Regions from separate parts of the Canis lupus genome. Here region 2 is linked to region 1. The links are chromatin contacts, called in public Hi-C maps. All regions are on one chromosome and are shown on one strand. The core of a region is the stretch at or near the end of the contact, and the rest is flanking DNA. Distances in the headings are between cores, read along the strand shown.

Region 1 (6,531 bases), core at 1,566-4,065:
AAGAATGGCACTTGGATACAAACAATAAAGGAACCTGAATAAAACTTTAAAAATGAAACTACCTATCATTAATGCCTTTAGGAGTAAGAAAAATACTACATATTTGAAACATGAATACAGTATTATTAAAATTAAACAGCAGAGCACAAGAAAGGGCCCTAAGAATTAAAGAATTAAAAAATAAATTCCAAAATAACTTCAATAGATGGGTTGGCAAATAAGTTTCAAAAAAAAAAAAAATCTCCCTAACAGTTGAACGAAGGTCAAAAGATGGATAAGAGAAAAGATTAGAAAATTAGAGGTTGGGATCCCTGGGTGGCGCAGCGGTTTGGCGCCTGCCTTTGGCCCAGGGCGCGATCCTGGAGACCCGGGATCGAATCCCACGTCGGGCTCCCGGTGCATGGAGCCTGCTTCTCCCTCTGCCTGTGTCTCTGACTCTCTCTCTCTCTCTGTGTGTGACTATCATAAATAAATAAAAAAAAAAAAAAAAAGAAAATTAGAGGTTTGGGGCACTTGGGTGGCTCAGTGGTTGAGCACCTGCCTTCAGCTCAGGTCATGATCCATAGGTCAAGGGACTGAGTCTCCCAGTGGACTCTCCGCCTATGTCTCCCTCTGCCTATGTCTCTGCCTCTCTGTGTCTCTCATGAATAAATAAATAAAATCTTAAAAAAAATAAAATAAAATTAGAGGTTTAGTCCAAGAAGAGCAACCTTAAGTAAATCTTTCAGAAAGAGAGAATGGTGAAATGATGAAGGAATTATTTTATAAACATATTTTATAATACTACCCAGAACTAAAGGACTGAGCTTCTAAATTGAAAGAGACCACCAATGACTGTAATAAATGAAAAGGAATCACAGCAGAGCACGTGCTCAGTTTATTTCAGAGAACCATGGAGAAAAAGAGAACACTTAAAATGTCAGAAGAAAAGACAACACACATCCAGTGATGGGGAAATCAGAATGGCTCTGGACTTCTCAACAATCCTGGAAGCCCTGACTCCAGTGAAGAATGCCCTCAAAATTCTACTTGAAAATGAAGTACAACATAAAATTCTCTCCTCTGACAATTAATCATGAGTGAGGGTAGAATAAAAATATCTTCAGACATGAAAGGTCTCAAAATATTTATCTTCCTCACATACTTTGTCAGGAAATCACTAGAGCGAAAAATGAACAAGAAAAAGGAAAAAGCTTAGAATCCGAGAAATAGGGCCCCAGTACAGGTGCACTGAATGAATGTCCCTGATGATAGCTGGGTAGCAAGTCAGAAAAATAAATATGAGGTGGGAGGATTCTGAGTGTGAGGGCTGCAGGAGGTAGATGGAAAAGATGGATGGTTTTGTTCGTGTAAGAAAGAGGCATGAGAGATAAAGATATATAGGAAACTAGGTTAGTACAAATGCTAAAAAAATATTGCTTGTATGAAAAACAAAAAGTTGCACAAAAAACATGGCATCTACTGCTCAATGCAACAATGAACAATATCTACTTAGCCATAATGATGAGTAACTTAACATTGATCTAACCAAATACTGTGGTATAGCTATGTTAGGAAGAGAAGGAAGGTGGCAAAGGAAAAACTCTCAACTTTCTTTTAAGAGTACAATATATAATAAGAAAAATTGATAAATCAAGAAATATTGAATAAAACATAGTATTTAAAAATCTAGAGATAAAGATGACAAGGAACAGCTAAAAGAGTTGTAAGTGGTTGCCTGTAGAAAGCAGGGCTTGAGGCAGAAGAAGGGAGAGAAAAAGACACTGTTGTTTTTGTTTGTAGCACAATTTAACTGTTAAAATGCATTCATTACTTGAATAAAAAGGAAAATTTTTTACAAACTAATCAAGAAAAAAATCTCAAGTGCACATTGGATATTTCACTGTAAAATTTACAAATAAAGTTGATATAAATCCAGTTTTAAAATAGACACTATGGTATCTCCATGTCTAATAGTTAAATAAGACTAGATGAAATACCCTAGTGCTGGATAAATTATTGTAAAATGTTTTTTAAATTCATACCTAAGCTCAAAAGAAAATAAAAGAAAACATTAAAAAAAAAACACACACACAGAGCTGAACATGAATGGTGAGTAGACATAGAAGCTTGAGTTATCTTAGAAATATGCTTAGATTAGAAAGATTTTTTGGTTAAAAACTCCACTGAGAAGTAAGATTTGGACCCGACCAAGTGTCATAGCTGAACTTGAGACCCCACTTAAAGCTGTATGCCCCCAAAGCCTATATCATCAGTAGAAAAGATGAAGTTAGAAAAGTCTCCATGCTGGCGAAATGGAGAAACCAGCAAGTCATTCTGTTACCAATGGTACTAAGTAAAAATCTGATAATGTGAATATTATTGATATTTGATAATGACTTATAATCACAGCCTTACTCTGATACGGTCAAATTTAATCTGAGAACCCCAATCCAAGAAATTCATTTAAGATATTTTCAGGTTGGGGTGTCTGAGTGGCTTGCTTGGTTGTCCAACTCTTGATATCAGGTCAGGTCTTAATCTCAGAGTTGTGAGTTCAAGGCCTGTGTTGGGCTCCACTCTGAGTGTGGAGCTTACTTAAAAATAAAATTAAAAAAAAATTTAAAAAGATGTTTTCAGGTTGGTACTGCTTCACATTCCCCTGGAGAAATCATCTCAGTCCTGGCCCTACACGACTCCCAAAGTTAAATTCCAACCACATATGAACTCAAAATAAAATAAACATATGAAGAAATAAACACATATGACTAAGAGCCAAAACTAACTACAGTCTACAGAATAGGATGTCAAAGACCAATGATAATGCAATTACAAGGAAATGTATGCAAAAAAAATGTGTTTTTTGTGTTTAGGGAAGTGAAAGAGAGAAATGGAAGTGTTCTGAATGAATAACTATAAAAAATGACTAGATATATTTTAAAAAGAAATGGAAACAAAAGAACTAGATGAAGAGGATTAGGAGTGTGCTTGTCTAGATGAACACTGAGCATCCTAGAACTGTTGAATCACTATATTGTACATCTGCAAATAATATAACATCGTGTGTTAATTATACTTCAATAAAAAAATAAAATGGGAAATATAATAACTAAAATTGAGAATTTTACCTGAGGATTAAGCAACAGATATGACATAACTAAGGAAGAAATAAATAAATTGTAGGAAAAATAAAACCTTATTATCCTAAATGAAAGAGAATGAGACAGGGGGAGAGAGGGAGAAAAGGAGAAAGAAAGAGAGGGAGATTGGAGAGAAACTCTGACATATTTTTCAGTGGAGTCTCCTTAGAGACCATACTAATGGGGCAGAGGGTAAGAGTTTTCTAGAATAGAAACAGCCCTCCAATTTAAAAGGTAAAGTGAATTTAAGAATCTGCTTCAAGTAACATTATAGTGATGCTGAAGAACACCAAAGACAAGGAAAAGCAGCAGAGAAAATAGATATCATCTATAAAGGAACCATAATTAGACTGTCTGCAGCTTCCATGAGCAACAATAGAAATCAAAGACACTGGAATGATCTCTGCAGAAGATATTTTTTTAAGATTTATTTATTTATTTTTGAGAGGGGAGAGGAGGAGCAGAGGAGAGAGGAACTCAAGCAGACTCTGTACTAAGAGCAGAGCCTGATGCAGGGCTCCATCTCCCATTCCATAATATCACAACCTGAGCTGAAAACAAGAGTTGGACACTTAACCAACTGCATCACCCAGGTGCCCTTCCACAAAATATTAAGAAAAAATAATTATCACATTAAAACTGAGCACCAAGCAAAATTATCTTTCAAGAATAAGGCATAGAGTCTGGGAAATCATGGCAATGGTGGCAGAACTTTTGAATCTTCACATAGAAATTACACAGAACAATTACATCACAAAACCAGATACCCATGTACAACTTTTATAACAAACTGAGGTGACCATGAAACCCAAAATGTAAGCTGGTAGAACAAATTATCATTTGCCATAAGACCTGCAGGTCTTTTTTTTTTTTTTTAAGATGTATGTATGTATGTATGTATTCATGAGAGACACACAGAGAGAGAGAGAGAGAGAGAGAGGCAGAGACACAGGCAGAGGGAGAAGCAGGCTCCATGCAGGGAGCCCGAAGACCTGCAAGTCTTATGTTAGAAGCACTTCTGTGGGAAGAAGAGGATATCCAGAGGTACTTGAAGGGTCTGATTACAGGAGAATTATGGAAAACCGATTGAAAAAGGACAGCAGGTGAATTTGAGAAGAGCAGGTGAAACTATAACCTGAAACTGGGTTCGCCTCTTTTGCATGTGGAGCCAAAAGACACAACCAAGCCAAAGACTAGGAAAAGAAAGGGTTTGACAAATATTATATGTTCTCATTCATTTGGGGAATATAAATAATAGTGAAAGGGAATAGAAGGGAAGGGAGAAGAAATGGGTAGGAAATATCAGAAAGGGAGACAGAACATAAAGACTCCTAACTCTGGGAAACGAGCTAGGGGTGGTGGAAGGGGAGGAGGGCAGGGGGTAGGGGTGAATGGGTGACAGGCATTGAGGGGGGCACTTGACAGGATGAGCACTGGGTGTTATTCTGTATGTTAGCAAATTGAACACCAATAAAAAATAAATTTATTATAAAAAAAAAAAAAAAGAAAGGGTTTGACTTGCAACAAGTCAGGAGAACACCATGGCTATTTCCCAAAGCAGTGTCTCCCCAAACAACAAAAATTGGGAAGTTTTGGGCAGCCCAGGTGGCTCAGTGGTTTAGCGCCGCCTTCAGTCCAGGGCGGGATCCTGGAGATCCGAGATCAAGTCCCACATTGGGCTCCCTACATGGAGCCTGCTTCTCCCTCTGCCTGTGTCTCTGCCTCTCTCTCTCTCTCCTCTCTGTGTATTCTCATGAATAAATAAATAAAATCTTTTTAAAAAATTGGGAAGTTTTAAGGTAAGGGTGCATGTGTATTCACGGATGGAGCTTGGTGAGGGAGAATTCAGTAGAGAATTGGGGCAAAAGTCATGCGAAGTGGACAGAGTCCAGGTTTTAATTGATTGAAGTCATGGGGCGGGGGGCAGCATTACCAATTCTCTGCTCTAGTTAGTCTGGTATTTGACTGCTCAAAAGGGTTTAAATTCTGTAAAAAAAAACAACTCAAGGATGTGCACTAGGTCAATCTTTAGTTTGAAACAGTACTGGAAGTCTTATCCTTTATTTGTTGTGTCTGATATGGTTAGGCTATTTCCAGGCCTGGTAGAGACTTAGTTTCTGCATTCTCATTAGTCCTTTAAAATCCTTAACTACTGAGATTTTTGCATTTTTTGGGTCATTCCTCCTAGGAAGTCCTGCAAGAAGTGTGTTTGGGCAAGTAGTGCTGGTCAGGCATAGATCACAAAATGGCTGGTCAGGCACAGACCACAGAATGGGTGGGGGCCTTACGTGACTTTTCTTATGTTAAGAAAGCTATGACTCATCTTTCTTTTTCTGTAGACCTCTAACCCTATCTGCCGTCAAAACTGGGAGAGTTTTGCCCATTCAGAAGCAGGTGAGTGAAAAGAATCTTGCATGAGCTGAGACGGAAATAGTCTAGACCCTGTGAATTCTCAAAACCAACCAGCTGTGTTTCCCTTCCAGGAGAGTGCCCCCCTCCCATGAGAAGAAACCCCAGGAAGAAGAATCTCAACTGATCAGAATAGGGTCAGTAGAGATGAAGGGAAGAGAAGGTCCAGATATAGTGGAGGAGAGGAAAAAAGAAGAAATTTGAAATCAAACCTATGTATATATGTATATATGTGTATATATATATATAAAATATTTTATTTATTTATTCATGACACACACACACAGAGGCAGAGACACAGGCAGAGGGAGAAGCAGGCTCTATGCAGGGAGCCCAATGTGGGACTCGATCCTGAGACTACAGGATCATGCCCCAGGCCGAAGGCAGGTGCTAAACCACTGGGCCACCCAGGGATCCTGAAGCCAATATATTTTTGATCCCTAGATGAAAAACAAGAAATGGGAGGTATGTATAGTTAGAAAAGCCTTGTAGAACTATACTCATTCTAGAGGTTAAGGAACATGAATTGCTTGAAAAATGAGAAGAAAAGGATTAAGGTAAAATCCCACAAAATGTTAGCACACGAAAACAAAAAAAATTAGGAGCTGCGTTACATCTCTATAGAAAATAAAAGTATGCCAGAAAGACATGTCAACAAAACAAATTAAGGTATAACTTATCATTTCGAAGTGATCTAAAATGCATTAAAAATGATGGAAGAAAAAACAAGCAACATAAACCATAATTAGGACACTTAGAAATGAGAAGATATAACTTAGGAAAGGATTAGAAATAAAAGCAAAAAAATCTTTACACTGAATAAGATCCAAACACAGGCAATGAGAACCAGTTCTCAGAGAAGACATATTCGGGAAATACACAATCTTAAACCAAATATTAGCAAATAAAATTCAATAGTATATGAAATAGCATATACTATTCCAAGGGAGTTATTTATAGGAAATGAGGATGGTCAAATACTACATGCATAAAATGTCACATG
Region 2 (6,074 bases), core at 2,350-4,849, 160 kb before region 1:
TCTGAGGCTACCAAGATTGCTACAGACTCTAAATGTCTCAGATTCTACTGGGTTCTTAGCCAATATGGTAGTCAACAGCCCAGCCCAATAGTTTTCATAACTTGACCCAACCCAGCTTCTTACTTCCTGATATTAGGGATATGGGCTTAGAGTGGGATAAGGAGGTGAGAAAGAAAGAATGAAGATGTTTTCATTCTCCTACTAGAGCTTGAGATCCTGGAGATGAGGACTTTGTCTTTTCACTTTCATATTCTCAATACGAGATGATTGTTATTCCATAGAATATGGTGCTGGGCAGACAGATGCATAATGCTTGTTATGCCCGAAGGAAGGTGACTCGGGCACATTTTCTTCTTGCACTGAATGACTAACAGCACTGATAGCTCGTCTGGCTTGGCAACATAGTCACCTGGCACAGATTGAGTTTGTGAGGTCCCCGGAACCCTGTGGGCACAGTTACTGGGAAATATTTCTCTTTCACCACATCTTCTCAGGTTCTGCAGCAGATCAGGAAGGTGAGGTTTTCCTTGACATGCTGGGTATGTGGTAGAGTGCTCACATTGAGAGCGATCAGGAGATGCCTGGCCTGGCACTAGTTAGGCAGCCCTGGGGTTATAGACTGTGGGAGTGACGAGATCCCTCTCTTCTTTACCTTCCAAAGAGGAGGCAAGGGGGAAGGGGTCATCCTATTCTCAAAATTGGGTTTGGATATCTGGGATGAAAAGGTAGAGGGTTTAATCCACATGGAAGAGTTTTCTTCTGCAGATAGCTTTTCTCTCATCATTAAGAAAGAGAGAGAGAGAGAGAGAGAAATCAAATACGCCCAAGTATTGAATGTGCTCAAGAATCTAAAGTGATTTTGCACTGGTCATTTGGACCCCAGTCAGGGAAATGTTCCCATGTATTCAAATTTTTTTAATAATAAATTTATTTTTTATTGGTGTTCAATTTGCCAACATACAGAATAACACCCAGTGCTCATCCCATCAAGTGCCCCCCTCAGTGCCTGTCACCCATTCACCCCCACCCCCCGCCCTCCTCCCCTTCCACCACCCCTAGTTCGTTTCCCAGAGTTAGGAGTCTTTATGTTCTGTCTCCCTTTCTGATATTTCCTACCCGTTTCTTCTCCATGTATTCAATTTGTGTAAGAAAATGTTCTTGCGTTAACTCGTTAAGACTGTCTTATGTCTTGAGTCTTACAAGAAATAAGCCAATGAGAGGTATGGCCCCACGGCTAAGGTGCCTGTTCTGGTGGGAGTGGGTCCAGCAAGAAGGGCATTAGTTAGGAGAGGCCCCAAAACAAGACCCTCTGTGATTCAGGTGGATGTTCCTGCTGGGGTCACATTATTATTATTATTTTTTAAGATTTTGTCTACTTATTCATGAGAGACACGGAGAGAGAGAGAGAGAGAGAGAGAGAGGCAGAGACACAGGCAGAGGAAAAAGCAGGCTCCCTGCAAGGAGCCTGATGTGGGACTCGATCCTGGCTCTCGGGATCATGCCCTGAGCTGAAGGCAGATGCTCAACTGCTGAGCCACCCAGGCATCACTTGGGGTCACATTATTGCTGTAGACCCAACTCTCTTCCTCTGGCTTTCCTGGGAGGTGGGTGGGCTGTGAGGTTAATCCACTTACACCATCTCCTCTGAAAGCATTATCCAGTCCAGGGGGATGAAAACTGGTGATTGGAGGTATTTCTATCTCCTCCTTCCATCAATAGCTGCTTTTCTGTATTTTAATTGCTGGGGTTAGAGCTTTTGATTGTGTGGAACCATGAGGTGGGCCCCGGGGAGTGGATTAATTAATCTTTCATTTAACAAACATCTCTCCTGGAGTATCCATCTGCTCCCATGACTTTTATCTATATGCTGCTGACTTTTAAACCTATTTCTTTGTTTTGACCTCTCTCCTTCACATTAAGCTCACACTTCATCTTTTTTGAGATTTTCTTTTCTAAGCCCACATTTCTAACAAAAGAAAAAAAGAGAGAAAGAATGGATATTGCATGTAAATGATTGCTGTTAGCTTACGGAAGTTGTTCTGCAATACATATTCAGTGACTCTATTTCCAGGTGCAGAAGCTGAAGCCACCAGACAGGCTAGATTTGCCTAAAATCTCAATAGAAAATCTGTGGCAGTGACACCGTCCTGAGATCACTCGCATCAGACATAAACCAGGTACTCCAAAGGAAAAAAAAAAAAAAAAGGAAAGGACAAGAAAATTCATATCAGAATTAGAATTGGATCGAGGGCTTCCCCGCTCAAAGCTGCGAAGAGAGCCTTAAAACTATGGCAGGGCCGCCCGGGTGGCTCAGCGGTTTAGCGCCGCCCTTCAGCCCAGGGCACGATCCTGGAGACCCGGGATCGAGTCCCACGTTGGCTCCCTTCTTGGAGCCTGCTTCTCCCTCTGCCTGTGTCTCTGCCTCTCTCTGTGTCTCTCATGAATAAATGAATAAAATCTTAAAAAAAAAAAAAAAACCTATGGCAATGGAATTGATGCCTGTCCTCTTGGGTCCTTCTAGTTAGACACAGTCTGCCTTCCCCAAGGGAGTGAGCTCTCCTTCACCCTCCTCTCCCCTGCACCTTCCAGCCCAGTGGGTGGCAAGACCAGGGGCTCAACAGGGATGTGGGGGGTTGAATCTGGTGGTTAAAGCTGACTTGTGAAACTCTTGGTTGTAAACAGCATTAAGTGAGGGCACCTGGCCCCTCCCATCCTCTCCACTCAACTGTGTCCGAAAGGCTTGGCCCAAATCTCACCATTTTTAAAAAAAGATTTTATTTATCTATTCATAAGAGTCACAGAGAGAGGCAGAGACATAGGCAGAGGGAGAAACAGGCTCCCTGTGGGACTCGATCCAGGACCCCGGGATCATGACCTGAGCCAAAGGCAGACGCTCAGCCGCTGAGCCACCCAGGTGCCCCTCAAATCTCACCATTATTTTTTTTTAAGATTTTATTTATTTATGACAGACAGAGAGGGAGAGAGAGGCAGAGATACAGGCAGAGGAGGAAGCAGGCTCCATGCAGGGAGCCCGACGTGGGACTCGATCCGGGGTCTCCAGGATCCGGCCCCAGGGTGAAGGCTGCGCTAAACCACTGAGCCACCGGGGCTGCCCAAATCTCACCATTTTTAAGAAGACTTTCCAGATGAACGCAGTTTCTGATATTTGGAGCAACTCCTGTCTGTTCCCCTCATTTAGCAGCCCCTCCATATGCTAATTTATGTGGGAGGGGGCAGTGTGGCACATGGCTTGCAAGTGTGGGCTGTGGACATGAACCTCGTGTTTAAACTCCAGCTCCACCATTTTCTAGCCGTGTGCTCTCCAGTCATTCCTCTGAGCCTCAGTTTCCTTATCTGTAAAGTAGGTTGAGTAATAATTCCTCCCTCATAGGCTTGTCATGAGGATTAAGTGGGACAGGTTGTGCGGAGTGTTTAGTGCGTTGCCAGGCACACAAGACATTCTAGCTATTATTGTTGTAAGTTTTCACAACGAAATGTTTTGTTTCTCCACCTCTTTGAGGATGGTTACCTCACCTGCGAAGCAGAGGAAATAATATGCAATCGAAGTGGATTGTCATGACAACAAAATGAGAAGCTACATAGGAAAATGCTTTGTGAACCTTTTTAGGTTTGGGTGTGAAGGTGTGACTGCCCCCAAGATTACACAGCTAGTACGAAGTGGCACCCTTGTGGAACCACCACACCCTCCCCCCCACTGGCACACACACACACACACACACACACACACATACCACCAGGGGCAGTTAACCCACCTGGAAACCTCTGGGCGGCCTGACCCCTACTGGTGTCCTAGGGAAGTTGCTCTTTCTTCCAGGTCATCTGAGCAAGTGCTCAGGTCCCGTGCAAGGCATGGGCCTCCCCCTCAAGAAGCTTACAGAGAGAAGTGTGAACAAGCCTTATTCTCAACGAGGCCAGGTGACACAAAAGTGGTGGCAGCAGAGGGGCAGAAGGAGGGGGAAGATTGGGAGTGAAGTTTCAAGGGCGGACTGGCATCAGAGCTGGTCTCTGAAAGAGGAGTAGCATGTTAGTTTGCTCGGGCTGCCGTAACAAAACACCACAGACCGGGTGGGGTACACAGCAGAATTTTGTTTCCTCACAGCGCTGAAGGCTTGAAGTCTGAGAACAAGCTGTTGGCAGGATTGGTTTCTTCTAAGATCTCCCTCTTTGGCTTGCAGAAGGCTGTCTTCCCGTGGTGTCCTCACACGTTCACCCTTCTGTCTGTTGCCCATGTTCTAACCTCCTCATCATGTAAGGATGCTAGTCACACTGGGTTAGGGCCTGCATGACCCATGTGACAGAATTTGACCTTAATTACCTCTTTAAAGGTCCCATCTCCAAATTCATTCTGAGGTCCTCTGGTTTAGGACTTCCACATATTAATTTGGCGCTGGGGAAAATTTAGCCTCTAACAAGTAAGATGTTTTCTTCTTACATTTGCTCAATTACAAAAACAAAATGTGGTGAAATTTTGAGAAGCATGGAAAGGAAATAAACCACGAAGAGATGACCATATCTGCCCAATCTTTTTTTTTTTTTTAAAGAAAAGAATATATGGCTTTCAAAATGGGTATACAGCACCTGCTGTTTTGTACCTATTTTCACTTGACAAATACATCATGAACTTTCCTCCTTATAATTAACTCTCCTTCCACAACATCCCCTTAAAAGGCTGCATATTGGTTCATTCTAAGGATGTATTAACTGTGTTCACTCAGTGGGTGGCAGAATTTTGATTAGCCAAGATTGATAGCCAAGAAGTAGCCCTATGGGATGGAATAATACAAGCTTCAAGAGCACTGTGTTGGTGACACTTTAGCAAAGTGGAACCAGCCAGAAGAGTTCCCAGAATCAAGTTGATTACACTTACATGTATGCGTAATTTTTTTTTTTTTTGGTGGGGATAGACGTGGATGTGACAGTGCTATTTCTTCTAAGAAGTCCTGAGGTGGTCCTGAGAATTGAGCCAGCTGTACAATTTATATCTGACTCATCAGAATCTCAGTGACACCCCACAGGGCAACTGAAATTCAATATTTGACTCTACAGGGTGACATGGAACTTAAAGACTTACTAGTTTTAATTGCGATGCTGCTTTTTTAAACAATGAGTAACTTTTAGTGATTGGTGATGATTATTTCCCCCTCTCTCTCATTCCCCTCTTCCTCTCCCAACTGTTTATCCCTGATGAAGAGAAGTCTCTGGTAACACAAAGCAAAGTGACAGAGATTTAGTAATAAAGATTGGTTTGTCTTGTTTCACACTGAAAACCCTGAAGGATCCAAAAGGGACGTGCAGGTTGGTCCAGGAGGGCTTCTTGGGGAGAAAGGAGGCAGGGAGCATATCTTCAGGATGCCCACCCACGGTGGTTTTTAAACAACCCAACAGACCATTCAAAAGAGAGACAATGCTTAACCCTGTTAATTTCAATAACTCAGACTTTCAAATTATGTGATAAAGCCCACAGAATCTTAGGTTTCACTTGTTCTGTCATGCAAGTGGAAGAAGAGGAAATGGGAATGGCTCTTTATGTGATTTGCTAGAAAAACCCACAGGATAGCATAGAAACCCAGAGGTGTCAGTTTCTAGATAATAGCCCATTCTTTTTTTTTTTTTTTAAAGATTTTATTTATTTATTCATGAGAGAGAGAGAGAGAGACAGAGAGACAGAGAGAGACAGAGTCACAGGCAGAAGGAGAAGCAGGCTCCATGCAGGGAACCCAATGTGGGACTTGATCCCGGGTCTCCAGAATTGCGCCCTGAGCTGAAGGCGGACACTTAACCGCTGAGCCACCCAGGCACCCCATAACAGCCCATTCTTAAGTAAGCAAATCTGTCAGAATTACAGACATTTTGGGAGGCTTCTTTCTTTTCTTTCTTTCTTTTTTTTTACAGGGCATGGGAACCACGTCTATAGTCTTAGGAATCTTACTAGACCCTTAAAAAAAAACAATATATTTGTTTATTTGAGAGAGAGCGAGTGAGCGTGTGTGCATGCTCATGCGGGGAGGGCCAGAGAGAGAATCCTCAAGCAGACTCCTCACTAAGTGCGAGAC

The links. Hi-C and Micro-C count contacts between places; a contact is called where the count stands out from the background.
Region 2: a Hi-C map of blood shows a contact between it and region 1, with 3 times the contacts expected there. The contact joins two enhancer-like sites. A contact is called at or near these places in 6 of 9 Hi-C or Micro-C datasets (amygdala, blood and liver).

What each region holds. Positions count from the first base shown.
Region 1 is chr9:21,841,160-21,847,690 of UU_Cfam_GSD_1.0, reverse strand. No RefSeq gene overlaps it. Among named protein-coding and RNA genes, the nearest start is that of KRT27, 5.8 kb to the left of the region's middle. Within about 2 kb of position 2,815, at least 1 of the 20 cell types and tissues checked has an H3K27ac peak or open chromatin away from gene starts, as enhancers often do. A contact at or near this core is called in blood, where this site is marked.
Region 2 is chr9:22,001,491-22,007,564 of UU_Cfam_GSD_1.0, reverse strand. No RefSeq gene overlaps it. Among named protein-coding and RNA genes, the nearest start is that of CCR7, 15 kb to the left of the region's middle. Within about 2 kb of position 3,599, at least 1 of the 20 cell types and tissues checked has an H3K27ac peak or open chromatin away from gene starts, as enhancers often do. A contact at or near this core is called in blood, where this site is marked.